Linked DNA regions of Mus musculus: region 2 is linked to region 1. A link is a contact called in public HiChIP or PLAC-seq data. All regions are on one chromosome and are shown on one strand. Each heading gives the region's core, a stretch centred on a gene start, on an enhancer-like site or on the middle of the called end of the contact. The rest is flanking DNA. Distances are from core to core; before and after follow the strand shown. Region 1 overlaps Lcp2 (lymphocyte cytosolic protein 2). Region 2 overlaps Dock2 (dedicator of cyto-kinesis 2).

What was found. HiChIP or PLAC-seq counts read pairs in DNA pulled down with a chosen protein or histone mark.
Region 2: a contact with region 1 is called in an H3K27ac HiChIP or PLAC-seq map of regulatory T cells, with 8 times the contacts expected there. The contact joins two enhancer-like sites. A contact is called at or near these places in 2 of 39 promoter capture datasets (embryonic stem cells and stem cell-derived epiblast-like cells) and 4 of 115 datasets of contacts at active chromatin or transcription factors (large pre-B cells, microglia, regulatory T cells and 1 more).

What each region holds. Positions count from the first base shown.
Region 1 is chr11:34,070,388-34,076,894 of GRCm38.p6, forward strand. Lcp2 (lymphocyte cytosolic protein 2) reads left to right here. Exons shown (of 21, transcript NM_010696.4): 7 at 583-781; 8 at 3,110-3,207; 9 at 4,665-4,731; 10 at 4,829-4,912. The region is part of intron 3 of 4930469K13Rik (RIKEN cDNA 4930469K13 gene); the gene reads right to left. Among named protein-coding and RNA genes, the nearest start is that of 4930469K13Rik, 25 kb to the right of the region's middle. Within about 2 kb of position 2,109, at least 69 of the 459 cell types and tissues checked have an H3K27ac peak or open chromatin away from gene starts, as enhancers often do. A contact at or near this core is called in microglia and regulatory T cells, where this site is marked.
Region 2 is chr11:34,767,500-34,773,467 of GRCm38.p6, forward strand. The region is part of intron 1 of Dock2 (dedicator of cyto-kinesis 2); the gene reads right to left. Among named protein-coding and RNA genes, the nearest start is that of Dock2, 13 kb to the right of the region's middle. Within about 2 kb of position 3,227, at least 152 of the 459 cell types and tissues checked have an H3K27ac peak or open chromatin away from gene starts, as enhancers often do. A contact at or near this core is called in microglia and regulatory T cells, where this site is marked.

The DNA.
Region 1 (6,507 bases), core at 859-3,358:
GAGTCCAATGGACTATGCATCTCCTTTCATCAAACTATACATGGTCACCACACACGCAGCTAAACAGGGGCTAAGAATCCTGTGATGGAGGAGACAGCTGGAGGGATGTGCCTTGTACAAAGCTCTTCATCAGGTAGAGGCAGATCTGGGTCCCAGGCTGCCCAACTCTCAGTCTAAGTGGTCTTTCTGGTAAGTGGCCACCTCTAGGTCTTTTAAAAACCATGCACAGATTGTCCCTTGTCTTATTAGGATTCTGGTAAGTGAAAGTACTTCATTCAAATGAAAATGGTTTTAGGGAAAGTCTGGTTTTTTTTTTTTGGTTTTGTTTTTGTTTTTTAAATGGGAAAAAGAAACAAGAGAGCCAGTTTCTCCAGATGTGTTTGTGCTTCAGCAGCTGGACCCCTGCCAAGGCTCCCCTTGAGTCTTCCCATGCTCACCCAGAGGCTAGTCTTCAATTCTGTCTCAAAGCATGGGTTTCCAATCTCTGCAAACAGAGCTGCTAGGAGAATGCTGGGGTCTTGGAAATGCTGCCCTATGGCACCTGTACAACCTGTGACACCTGTCCCTCCACTGTGTTGACAGGAAGATGACTATGAAAGTCCCAATGATGATGATCCAGATGGGGAGGACGATGGTGACTATGAGTCCCCTAATGAGGAGGAACAGGCCCTGGTGGACGATGCTGCTGACTATGAGCCTCCACCCTCCAACAACGAGGAGGCTCTGCAGAGCTCCATCCTGCCCCCCAACTCTTTCCACAACACCAACTCCATGTACATCGGTAAGGGCCTCTTGGTAACTTGCAGCCCTGGGAGAAGCTGCTCATTGAGTTTCTCTGGGTGCTGATTCCTACTCAGCTTACGAAAAACTGGTGGCTTGAGGCTGAAGACTGCCTCTCTAGGTTAATACTAGAACAGAGGACAAAGGCTTGATGGGAAGAGGGCGGTTATGTGGCACTGTCATCTATAGAAGGTCACGACAAATATGAGGACACTCAGAGAGACTGGCTCTGCCTTTCCCACGAGACAGACTTTTCAGGATGTTCCTCATCTACCTGCTGTTCTATACTCATATGTTCTTCCTCATTCATTCATTCATTCATTCACAAAGTCACAAATATTACTCATCTCCTATTATGAGCCAGACACCATGTGCTGGAACCCACCAAGAGGGAGGAGGTGACAGAAAATGAACATAGGCACACTTGGCTTCCTCTGCAACCAGGGAACAGTGTATCTCACCCTGGGAGCTGTGCTATACTCTGCTTCAGATTGCGCCCCACCACCTCACTTTGAGTACTGAAGGATAGAACATGAAAGCTAACAGACAGGGAACTTCAGCCAACATTAAGGCTGTTCCAGACTTAGAAAACTGGAGCAGAAAAGGGAAACCAAGTTGGCGTGTGTCTCTAGGTACCTGTCACAAAGACACAGAGTGAGCGTGATAACCCTCATCCTTCAGCACTCTTAGTCTAGTGGGTGAAGCAACACTAAACTAATGTATCCTGTCATTTCATTAGGCCAGTGTAATAAATATGTTTGTTCCTTCAGGATGTGGTATTTGAGCGACAGTCTTTGGCTGATGTTAAATACTGTATTGCAACTGAGTAAGGGTTGGTTAAATGACGCTGAGACGGGTAGGGGAGGAATATTTGATGCACATGAAACGACAGCGCATAGTCCCTGAGGTCCCAAGGAACATGGCCTATTGGAGGTTCTGAAGGGCAGCCTGTGGTGTGGATCCCAGGCTTACCATTGCTCCTTGCCTGAGCCCTTTCCTTCTGGAAGGGAAATGACATTCTTCACAGGGCTGACAAACGGGAAGGTCAAGAGAGTACTCAATGGTCTTTCCAGTTTGACTTTCCAGACTCCCTCCACAATCTTCCCAAAACTAACAGTCAGTTATGTTAGGGTTTCTGTGGCTCTGATAGAGCTCCAGGCTCCAAAGCACAAGAAGACAGAGGCCCTTGCCCTCCTGCTGTCCCAGCCGAAGGGGGAAGGGGGAAGGAATTCCAAACTTGTCAAGCTGGTTCTGGGCAGTTCTGTGGCAATCAGAACAGCATGTCTGTCTAGGGCAAAGCCCTGTGCTGCTTAGTTTGGTAACAGAATTGGGGCCCAGCTCCTCCCTTTAAGGGAGGAGAAGGAGGAAGTGGGAGAGCATAGCAGCTCAGAGTACTGGTATAGGGAAGGAAGCAACAGAATAAGGGACTCCTGAGGGTGGCAGAGAACTGACCAGCAGCTGTGTGTGCAGTGTGAGCATATGTATGCAGGCTCGCACACACGTGTCTCTGTGCATGCTTAAGTGTCGGCATACACTCATGTTTCTTGGCACACATGTGTGCACATGCATGTTGAACATACACACTTGTGCTCTGTATTTGCATGTGTGCATATACATGCACACGGATCATGTTGCATGCATATGCACATCTACACATGTAGAATTGTATCTGAAAACACTCACTGGGGTAATTCTGTGGAGGCTTCCTTTGAGTAGCAGTGTCTCAGATAGTACCTGTTTGTGTGAGGGACAATAGGAGTTATTCCAATGTGTAAGAAGAGTTAAACCAAATCTGCAGGAGAGGGACAGATAGGGACCAAGGACTTCCTGCCTCCTGTAGGACCCAGGCTGGGTTTGACTATCTCAGATTCATGCTGGTACTGATGGAGATCTGGAGGAGAAGGGTCAGGTGCTCCTGACACTTCAAGCTACACACTCAGGTATAACATGTTCTAGAAGACAACTGAATTAGACAACACTCACTTCAAATTTTTATCTCTTCTCTCTTCTCTTGAATTCTCTTCTCTTCTCTTCTCTTCTCTTCTCTTCTCTTCTCTTCTCTTCTCTTCTCTTCTCTTCTCTTCTCTTCTCTTCTCTTCTCTTCTCTCTCCCTCCCTCCCTCCCTCCCTTCCTTCCTTGTTTCTTTCTTGGTTTTTGTTTGTTTGGTTTGGTTTGGTTTTTCTGAGACAAGGTCTCTCTGTGCAACCCTGGTTGTGTTGGAACTAGCTTTGTAGGCCAGGCTGGCCTTGAACTCAGAGATCCTGCCTTTCTCTGGCTCCCGGATGGAATTAAACGGCTCTTCTTTCTTTTTAACATTGTGTTTCCGCAGACCGACCTCCCACTGGCAAGGTCTCCCAGCAGCCTCCAGTGCCCCCACTGAGACCAAAACCTGCCCTCCCTCCCCTGCCAACAGGCAGGAATCACTCGGTAAGCCTCCTCCCTTTCTTCCAGGCCGCTTTGTTTCCATAACAGTTCTTTTTTCCAGTAGACAGAAAAGGAACTGAGCATCTTTACCTAATTCTAAGTTTGTAAGAGAAAATGCACACCCTCACGTTCTGTTCAGTGGTTCAACTTTGTGATAAGCAGTTTCTATGTATGCCATAATGTTTATTGGCATTTTTTGGCACCGTAAACAATACGAACTGCGTGTATAATGAGATACTCCCTTCCAATATCATTGTGCTATCTCCCCTATTTAATTGTGGGAGAGCCAAGTCTGGTCGGGCATCTTCCGGTGTTGCCAAGATAGACCTCCTCCTGCAAACAGCGCTGCGCCACCTGCTGGCAACATCAAGAAATTCCAGGGATGACCGCCTTCTGACCACAGGATTTCCAACACCGCGAAGCCCACGAGAGAAACAGTGGCACTAAGTCACACGTTTCCTTTTGTTTCAGCATATGGCCCAGTTCCTATAGAGCTCACATGTAGCTCAGTCTAAAGGAGTCGGTATCTGGCGAAGTGCTCTTTCCGCAAGGAGCCAGGACACTTTAGCAGAGATGCCAGCAGGAGGGGGTGATCTGTGAGAAGGGGATCCTCGCTACTGTGAGGTCTCAGTATCTTCGAAGACTCTCCTCATACCGCAATCTCCTCTTCTAGTTCTGACACTTTGGCTCTTACTACAGTTGCTAAAGTGGAGCCCAATGTGTCTTCAGATTTCAAAAGCGAAATGCTTTTGAAATCTGAAGACTTTGACATCTACCCATCACTTTGACAGATATTGATTAGGCAGCTACTTCACACCAGTGTTCACTTTGCCGGAGGAAGAATATGGAACAGCACACAATGCCCCGACCCTTATAACGTTTTGATATAAACAAGCACACAGATGTAGGTGTGTACTTTAGGAAGGCAGGGGGCCGAGTAACATGACAGAGGGTACAGAGCTGACACTGAGCGGGCACAGGGTGAGCCAGTCATAGGGAAAGCAGAAGGGACATCCCGGGCAGAGGAAACCAGGCACAGAGATGTTCGTGGTGATGCGTGAGCTTTGGGTTTTGTGAGAACTGTAAGGAGATCCTTATGCAGGGACCGTGGAGCATCAGAGGAACATAAAAATGGCTTCAAAAGGTGGGCAGGGCATGTCATGTGCGCTTCACAGGGGTTCATGTCTCACTTCTGATGTGACTAGACCCTTGGAGGGCTTGGTAGGGAAGTTTCAGCCTGGTCCTTTGCCGTGTTGAAGGCCTGGGGCATGAGAGAGTGAGGAAGTTCAGAGGGGCACAACCTCGGAAGCTCAGCTGACAGAGGGGACAGCTAACTGTGGATCAGACCTGAAGATGAAGGAAAGGGATCCAGCTACTGGGGAGAGAATGCCACTAAGACGAAAAGAAGCTGTTGTGGAAAAGCTTCTAAACATTTGGATTTTTTTTTTAATTCCATGCAGCCACTGTCTCCACCCCATCCCAACCACGAAGAGCCCAGCAGAAGTGGAAACAACAAGACAGCAAAGTGTAAGCACAGGGTGCTTTCTGCCCACCAGCCCATCCTCCCAATCCCCAGCCAGATGCTTTCATTTTATTTAACTGACCTTACCCTTTTATACTATAGTGCCTGCTCCATCAATAGACAGAAGCACAAAACCTCCCCTGGACCGCTCACTGGCCCCTCTTGACCGAGAGCCCTTCATACTAGGTTGGTATTATTCGTATTTTATGCATAATAATAATGGGTACGTTTGTAGAGTGCTAAGCACACACACACACACACACAATCTATCTATCTATCTATCTATCTATCTATCTATCTATCTATCTATCTATGTATATATATATATGAATATTCATGTATATATACTTATATATGTATATATATAAACATACATACATACAGAAGCACATACATACATGCATATACATACACACACATACACATACACACATACACATATACATACACACACACACACATTTGGGGAGAGAACTCCACCAAGACACACACACACACACACACACACACACACAAAATCTCATTTTACTACTGGTATAATACTGTAAATTTGTGAGAAACATCCTCATTTTACAGAGGAAGAAATCAAAGCACAAAGCAGTAACTTTCTAACATTACTCAGTGACCAAATGATGAAAATAGAGACCTAAACCCAGATCAGCCTGGTGCCAGAAGCCCTGCTCTCAGTCCCTGGGCTGTGCCTGCTCCACCATGCCTGTGAGCTGTGTGTACTGTGGCCAAGGCACAGGAGGATGCAACCTGGTACTCAAGGAGGAAATGGGCTGAGAGGCAAGAGCACCAGGAGAGCTGTAGTCAGCTGTTTTGGTTGCTATTTATTAGTTTACTGACCCAGGGGATGCTGCATGCTTAGGCCACAGTCTCATGTCAAGAGGATGTTCTCTTAGGAGGATACGCTTTCTAAAATGTTCAGATGTCAAAATTGCCCTTTGCGGTGGCGCGTTCAGTTGATGAAACACTACGGACTTTTCCCACAATTTACTCATGGTTCCAGCTGCCTTGATTCTAGCTACCCTTACATAGAGGTATTCTTTAATTCATCCCTAAAACTTAGTTACAATTTATTGAACATCTAGGATGGGGCAGGTGCTTTGCATCCTTAGGCCAAGCCAGTGAAGGGTGTGTTATCTCCACCTCTCAGACGATGAAGGGTCAGAGAGGTCAAATAGTATGCTCTGTCTTGTATAGGTGGGTTAAGACTTGAACCCATGTCTTTCTGACTTTTGCACTGAGGTGGTGGCCTTTGAACTTGCTGTAGACAAGGTGTATCTAGGCAAGAGGTACCTAAACGGAGTAAACACAGAATCCATATCTAGGCTCCATACCTTCTCCTCTTCAGTGGGACTCTGAACAAGGCCTTTGCCCTTTCTTGGCCTCAGTAGTCTCCTTGGTTGGCAAAATGACTTTGAGATCTTGGATTGGATTGGAAGCTGCAGCTCGTTGTCGTATCTCTGACTCCCAATCTAACTCTGCTGAGTCATGCATTTGCAGTTCACTGTAGAGAGCTGTACACATCATATAAAGAGAAAGGTAGACGAGACCCAGACTCGAACCCTGCTCTCTAAGCCAGGGCATCAGGAAAGTGGGATACAGATGTGACGACTTCACAGTCATCTGTATACACAACTCACTCTCTTAAAGAGTCACCTTTTGCGATGTCTGTAGACATTTTAGAGATGATGTTTCCTGATGATCCATGTTTGAACTTTGAGTTACATCCTTGTTAATGAAGCTGTGGAATGACTAACGTCTTCCACTAATGC
Region 2 (5,968 bases), core at 1,977-4,476, 700 kb after region 1:
AGGACAGACAAACAGCCCTGCCCAGGAGAGACAAACAGCCCTGCCCAGGACAGACAAACAGCCCTGCCCAGGACAGACAAACAGCCCTGCCCAGGAGAGACAAACAGCCCTGCCCAGGACAGACAAACAGCCCTGCCCAGGACAGACAAACAGCCCTGCCCAGGAGAGACAGCCCTGCCCAGGACAGACAAACAGCCCTGCCCAGGAGAGACAGCCCTGGCCAGGGAAGAGCACACTAACTGGCCATCCAGTGCCAAAGGCTCAACTCTAAAAACATATACACCAGGAACATGGGCTGGAACTCGATAGGATATATTTAGGAATATGTGTGCATATACAAACATATATGTTTATAGATTTTTTTATAGGGATTGTGCTGGTTTAATAAACCAGTAATTGCAGATTTTTCTCTAACAACCATTAGTTCTAAGTGGATATCTAGGCTTCAGATGCCAGGCATGACATCCCTCTCGTTGAGTGGGTCTTAATCCATGGGTTTGAAGGAGAGTGGAGAGGGGTGGAGAGGGGTTCTCAAGAGGGTTTAGAGTGAGGGTAGAGAGGGGAGAATGTTGTATTTAAATTACGAAGTCAGAGCTCATGGATGGAGAAGTCACTGACCTTAGAGGAGAACCTACAACTGTCGCTTTACTAAGTGGACGTGTCTTCAAAGTGCCTTTAGCTGTTTATATTTATAGCCATAAAATTGTGTCTACTCTTTGCCTTCAAACAAGCTTTCCTTTGCAATGGGTAGCGGTTAACTCAGAGACTCACAGCAACAAATCAGATCTGAAATAAAAGTCTACACTATTCCGACCTTCATAAAGAACTCTTACATTGCACCCACAAAATTGACAACACAGACCCTGTTATAAATGGACGAAGGAATTTAAAAACTGATTTCCCTAGAGACACGCAAATGCCAAAGAGCACATGTAAAGGTCTTTGGCATTAAAGTCATTAGGGAACTGCCAATCAGAAGCACAGCATATCACCTCATATGATATGACCACTCATTGGTATGGCCATAATTTTTTTTGAAGGGGATACAGAAAAATTGTAATCCTCAAAAATTAGCATGAAAACCAATCATGTATAGCAATTAGGGGACAGTGTGAGCAATCTTCAAAGGCAGACAGAATTAACATGGGACCCATCGATTCTAATCCTGGATTCACACCCCAAATTGTTAACAAGAATTCAAACCAAAAACTTTCATGTGAGCATTTATTGGGCACTATTAGCATACTCTAAAAGATCGAAACAACCCAGGTATCTATCAGTAGCTGGATAAGCAAAATGTGGTATATGCACACAATGGAATATTATTCAACCAGATAAGGGTACAAAATACTCATATATGGACAGTACAGATGATCCAAGAAAAACACACTTAGTACAAGGAACGAGACCCAAAGAACCATGAATGTTTTTCTATGTTCCATTTATACAAAAGATCGGAAAGAGAAACACAGAGATGCCAACAGCTAAATGGTCACTGGACCAGAACGAGGGGTTACTGCTTAATGGCTACTAGAATCATGGTTGTAGAAATGCAATCTTGTACAGCTAGGCATTGGAGACATAGCTGTGCTACTGAACTATGCGACTTAGCGTGGTTAAAACAGCAAGCTGAGAATTCATGTGTTTAGTCAGAATTACCAAGAAATATCTGTGCACCGAGCACCTGAAGTGAGGGGAGGTGCTGCTAGGATGGAGAGGTGAACAGGATGGGGAGCTGGTGAACAGGATGGGGAGAAGAATGTTTGGCCTCAGGGAGCCAGAGACAAGAGAGGTGCCGGCCATAGATGGAACATGCGCTCAGTGATGTACAGTCATTGGCAGCCTGGAGGGGAATCAGGCAGGATGGCCTCCACAGCATGACAGGAGCAACAGGCCCATCTGCAGTGACAAGGATGAAATAGGCAGTCCAACCTCCGGAAGCCCGGGTCATTATAGAACATCAGTTATCCCCAGCATATGGGGTGAGTGGAGGCTTCCTGAGGTGCAGAATCCATGCCCTCACAGCTCTGCTCTCCTTTTAAGCAGGAAGGAGAGTGCCCAGGGCCCTTTCACATGTGGGCAGTGAGCCCTGTAGACAGTGGGTCTGTTCCCAGGAGCCTCCTTCCTGCCTTGGCAGCTGCCAGCAGCAGGCCAGACTTCCTCTCTGTGTCTTAAGGTAGGCATCATTGTGCCAGCTCTGACCACAATGAAAGGCATCTGGGGAACCAAGGGAGTAAATTACACTTTACACAGGTTGTTAGGGTTCCTGGAGAGAAACTGTATGTAACCAGGCCTCACCTGGGAGTGCAGACCGACAGTAATCCTGACAGAACCAATGTTCTTTGGACATTCGCCTTGGACTAGACATTGTTCAAAGCTCTCTCCTCTTATGTGTTTATAATCCTCAGAGCACTGCTTCCAAGTACAAAGAATAGTGTCCATATGCCAAGCGATGAACAGAGAGGCTAGTAAAGTTACCTAATCTCACACAGTGCCTGAGCTGGGCATAACATGTGCTTGCCCCTGTGCACACCCTGCGAGAAGCAGCTGTAGGCTTTGTATAGATTATTCTGCGTCACAGACAACCCCCTCCCAACTCATCTCCTTTCTCTCCTCTCTCCCTCTTCAGCCTCCCATCTCTCTAACATATGTCGCCCTAAACTCATCAAAGAAAGCCCGGTGACGCGGAAGGACGGTAGCTCTGCCTTTTAGTTGAGTGTGACCTTGGGTGAATATCTGCACTTCTCTAGTGTGCTAATGGTATCTTTCAAACAATGTTATTAGGATACTAAACTGGGTCTGGTGCAAGGTGTACCCTATGGTGTACCCTAACCTCCAGATGAGAGTATTCTCAGGGATGGAAATTTCCTGGGAGGTGGTGACGCTTAGAAAGCATGAGGCAGGGTCTCAGATCCCACCTCAAGAGTTCAGTCCTGTCGTTCACTGGCCCTGGCCTCAAGCACCAGGTCTCAGTTGGTGCCCTGCACAAGGCTAAGAGAGGAACCTAGCTAGGGTCTGCCTGCCTGAGTGTGTGTATCCTACACTTGTCTTTCTGTAATCCAGACGGCCTACACTGAATAGTAGACTCCATCTTCCTGGGCCTCAGCATCTCCAGCTCCCACTGAAGGGCAGTAGGATGGCCCTCTCTGGCCCATTATATCTGTAGCTGATCCTTAGACCTGTGCTATCTGAGCCCAGGCACTCAGAAGAGCAAGCTAACTGTGATTCACTAGCTCTTACTAACCATTTCTGAGACTTCCTGTTTCCTCTAAGTAACCTAGAAATTGAGACAACACCCAGCCATTTAAAAAAACAAAAAACAAAAAAACCAAGGCATCCGAACTCCAGATGAACAAAACACCACCTGCAATCTAACACTCCCCTGACCCCTCATGACACCTGGGAGTACGTTTTAGCATGCTTCCTCATTTGCAGTTCCAGTTGGCCACGATTCCACATGGCCATCCTTGTTCTCAATGAAGATGATTTTATTCTCTGTCAAAAGATTCCAAAAAGACCCACCCGATATTAATCATGAAAGGCTGGACTGTCTGCAGGATCAACACCCAGCCACAGTCAGAGCTCAATCAATGTGAGCCACATTTCTTTTTTAAGCAGTATTACAAGATCTCCAAAAGCCAGCTACTCAGAGAGCCACTAACTCCTTGCAAGCTTCATGTCACCTTTAACCCCACTTCCCAGCCGTTTGCAGGCAGTGGCACGGAGGGGTCACCGTTGAGTGAAGTTTGTCTTTGTCTAAGAGCAAGTCTGGAGAGAGCCCCAGGGCTCAGGGCTCTCTTCTGCATAACCCAGCGGTTTCTCCATTCCCTCTGCACGTGACCTGGCTTACAGTCTTCTCCCGCCACTGGCTGCTGGTGCTTGGACACATGCCAGTGTGCTAGTGTCCTTGCTAAGCAGGTTCTGCACTGACTCTCTGCTCCTCCAAGCCAGAGGTTGGCCTCAGGACTTGGCCTTGGGGCTGACGGGACTGCAAGATCAACTGTGGTTTCCACAGAAGGAAACCACCCAGATAGGGCGTTGCCTATGCAGCAAATCAGGTCAGCACACATCACACTTGGAGGGCAGCAGGGTATACTGAGTTTTGCTCAGTCTCCCATGGCTTTTGACCGGAGTCCTTTCCCTCACACCCTGCCCACTCATGTCAGGCAAGAGAGTTCAAATCTGTCAGCTTAAGATGTCTCGGGAACATTTTGTAACTGTGCCTCCGCTGAAATGTATGTATCTGTTCCAAGGACTCGCTGGTTGTAAATACGAAAGTAACTGATAACTGCTTATAAGCCCATCCTCCCTTTGCCTGAGGACCTCTGTTCTCAAAGCTTGTTTGCTAGGGTAAAACAGACTAAGGAAGTGACTCTGCTCACCAGAGTACCTGCTTCTGTTATTTTGTCTAAATTACCAAAAGGAAACTCTAGGGCAGAATTCCACCCTTTGCTGAGTGTGATTGCTTATCTCTGACCCTCTATTTGTCTCTGACCAGGCTGAGGGAGGGTCCTTGTTCACTCTCTGTAAGGAACATCCCCTACCAGCAATTTAAGTATACAATGGAAAAGGCAGAAAATCATCTGCAACGGGAGCTGGTGGCATGGTTTGATGGGTAAAGGTCTCTACTGTCAAACCTCATAACCTGAGTTCTGTTTCCCAGGACTCACATAGCAAAAGGAAAGAACCAACTCTCACAAGATATTATCTGACCTCCACACTAGAACCTTGGCATCAATACACACACAGTAAACAAACAAATATGGACAAAAAAAATGGCTTTCAGAATGAGAGCCATTGAAATCACGACCATGAGATAGGCAAATGGGAGAGTTTACTCATAACCTTGGTCCTCAGCCAACTTACAGCCAGCATCCCATTATAGCCTCCTCATCAAAGATGCTCCCATCTCCCATCTCAGGTGCCTAGCTCCACACAAAGGACTTGAACATCTCTTGCGTCAAGTGCTACACCCAGGAACATCAGCAGTGAAAACTCAATGAGAACCCATGAAGACATTGTTCTCACAGCCAAGGATCAAAGAGGCATTCCAAGGACTGCAACCACCTGAGGCTGGCTCCAGCAAGGACACACGTAGAAATCCCAAACTAGTAATCCTCAAAACAGCTGTTGTGAGGCTATAATGGGATGCCTATCAACCCTGGAAACTGAACCATCCAGGGAGAGTCTTGGAGCTTGGGCTCCAGGGCTGCACATCCCTGTGTCATCTTTAGTGAATCAAAGTGACCCCACCCAGTGAACAGGAATCAGGCTGGGCCCCCAACTATGAGTTCTCTAGTCCAGAGGTCCTCAGTTTGGGACTATTTTCCCTCTGGTGATACTTATCTTTGCCCTAATTTGGGGCCAGGTAGAAGGCTGAATGTTCTTTCTAATAGTAGAGGCCCGACAACCTGCTTAACCATCTGTTATGGCTCACACATGGACTGAGTTTGTACCACAGTGGCTCAGGAATTGGAGGTGGGCCTCAGAGTGGCAACACCAGGAAATGGTAGAACCTCCAAGAGGCTGAGCCCAGTGGACGCTGGTCAGGTCATCAGGGTATGGCTTTTGGAAATGAGATTCGTTTATTTCCCCCAGAGAAAGGTGTTATAAAAAGAAGTAGAAAGCTACTTCCCAGTCTCTGGCTTTTCTGGCTCTCATCTCCACTCTTACCACAGTAGCACAGATAGCCCTGAAGTCCTCACCTGCTACTGAATAGGCAAAGTCAACGATCAGTCTCAGATCTTCAACCACTAAAGCTGTGACCTAAGTAAACCTCTTTTCTTTGTTAAGTATTCTGCTTTGGGTACTTTGTTATAGCAACAGAAGATGGATTGACACTCCACTGTATAATTGAAGAGAGAGATCTATATCAAAGAATCATGTCCTACTCACAGTATCAGCTGGAGCAAAGTGAGTAAGTCCTGCTTAGAATGATGTGGGTGTTTTCCATAGCGCGCACGCGCAC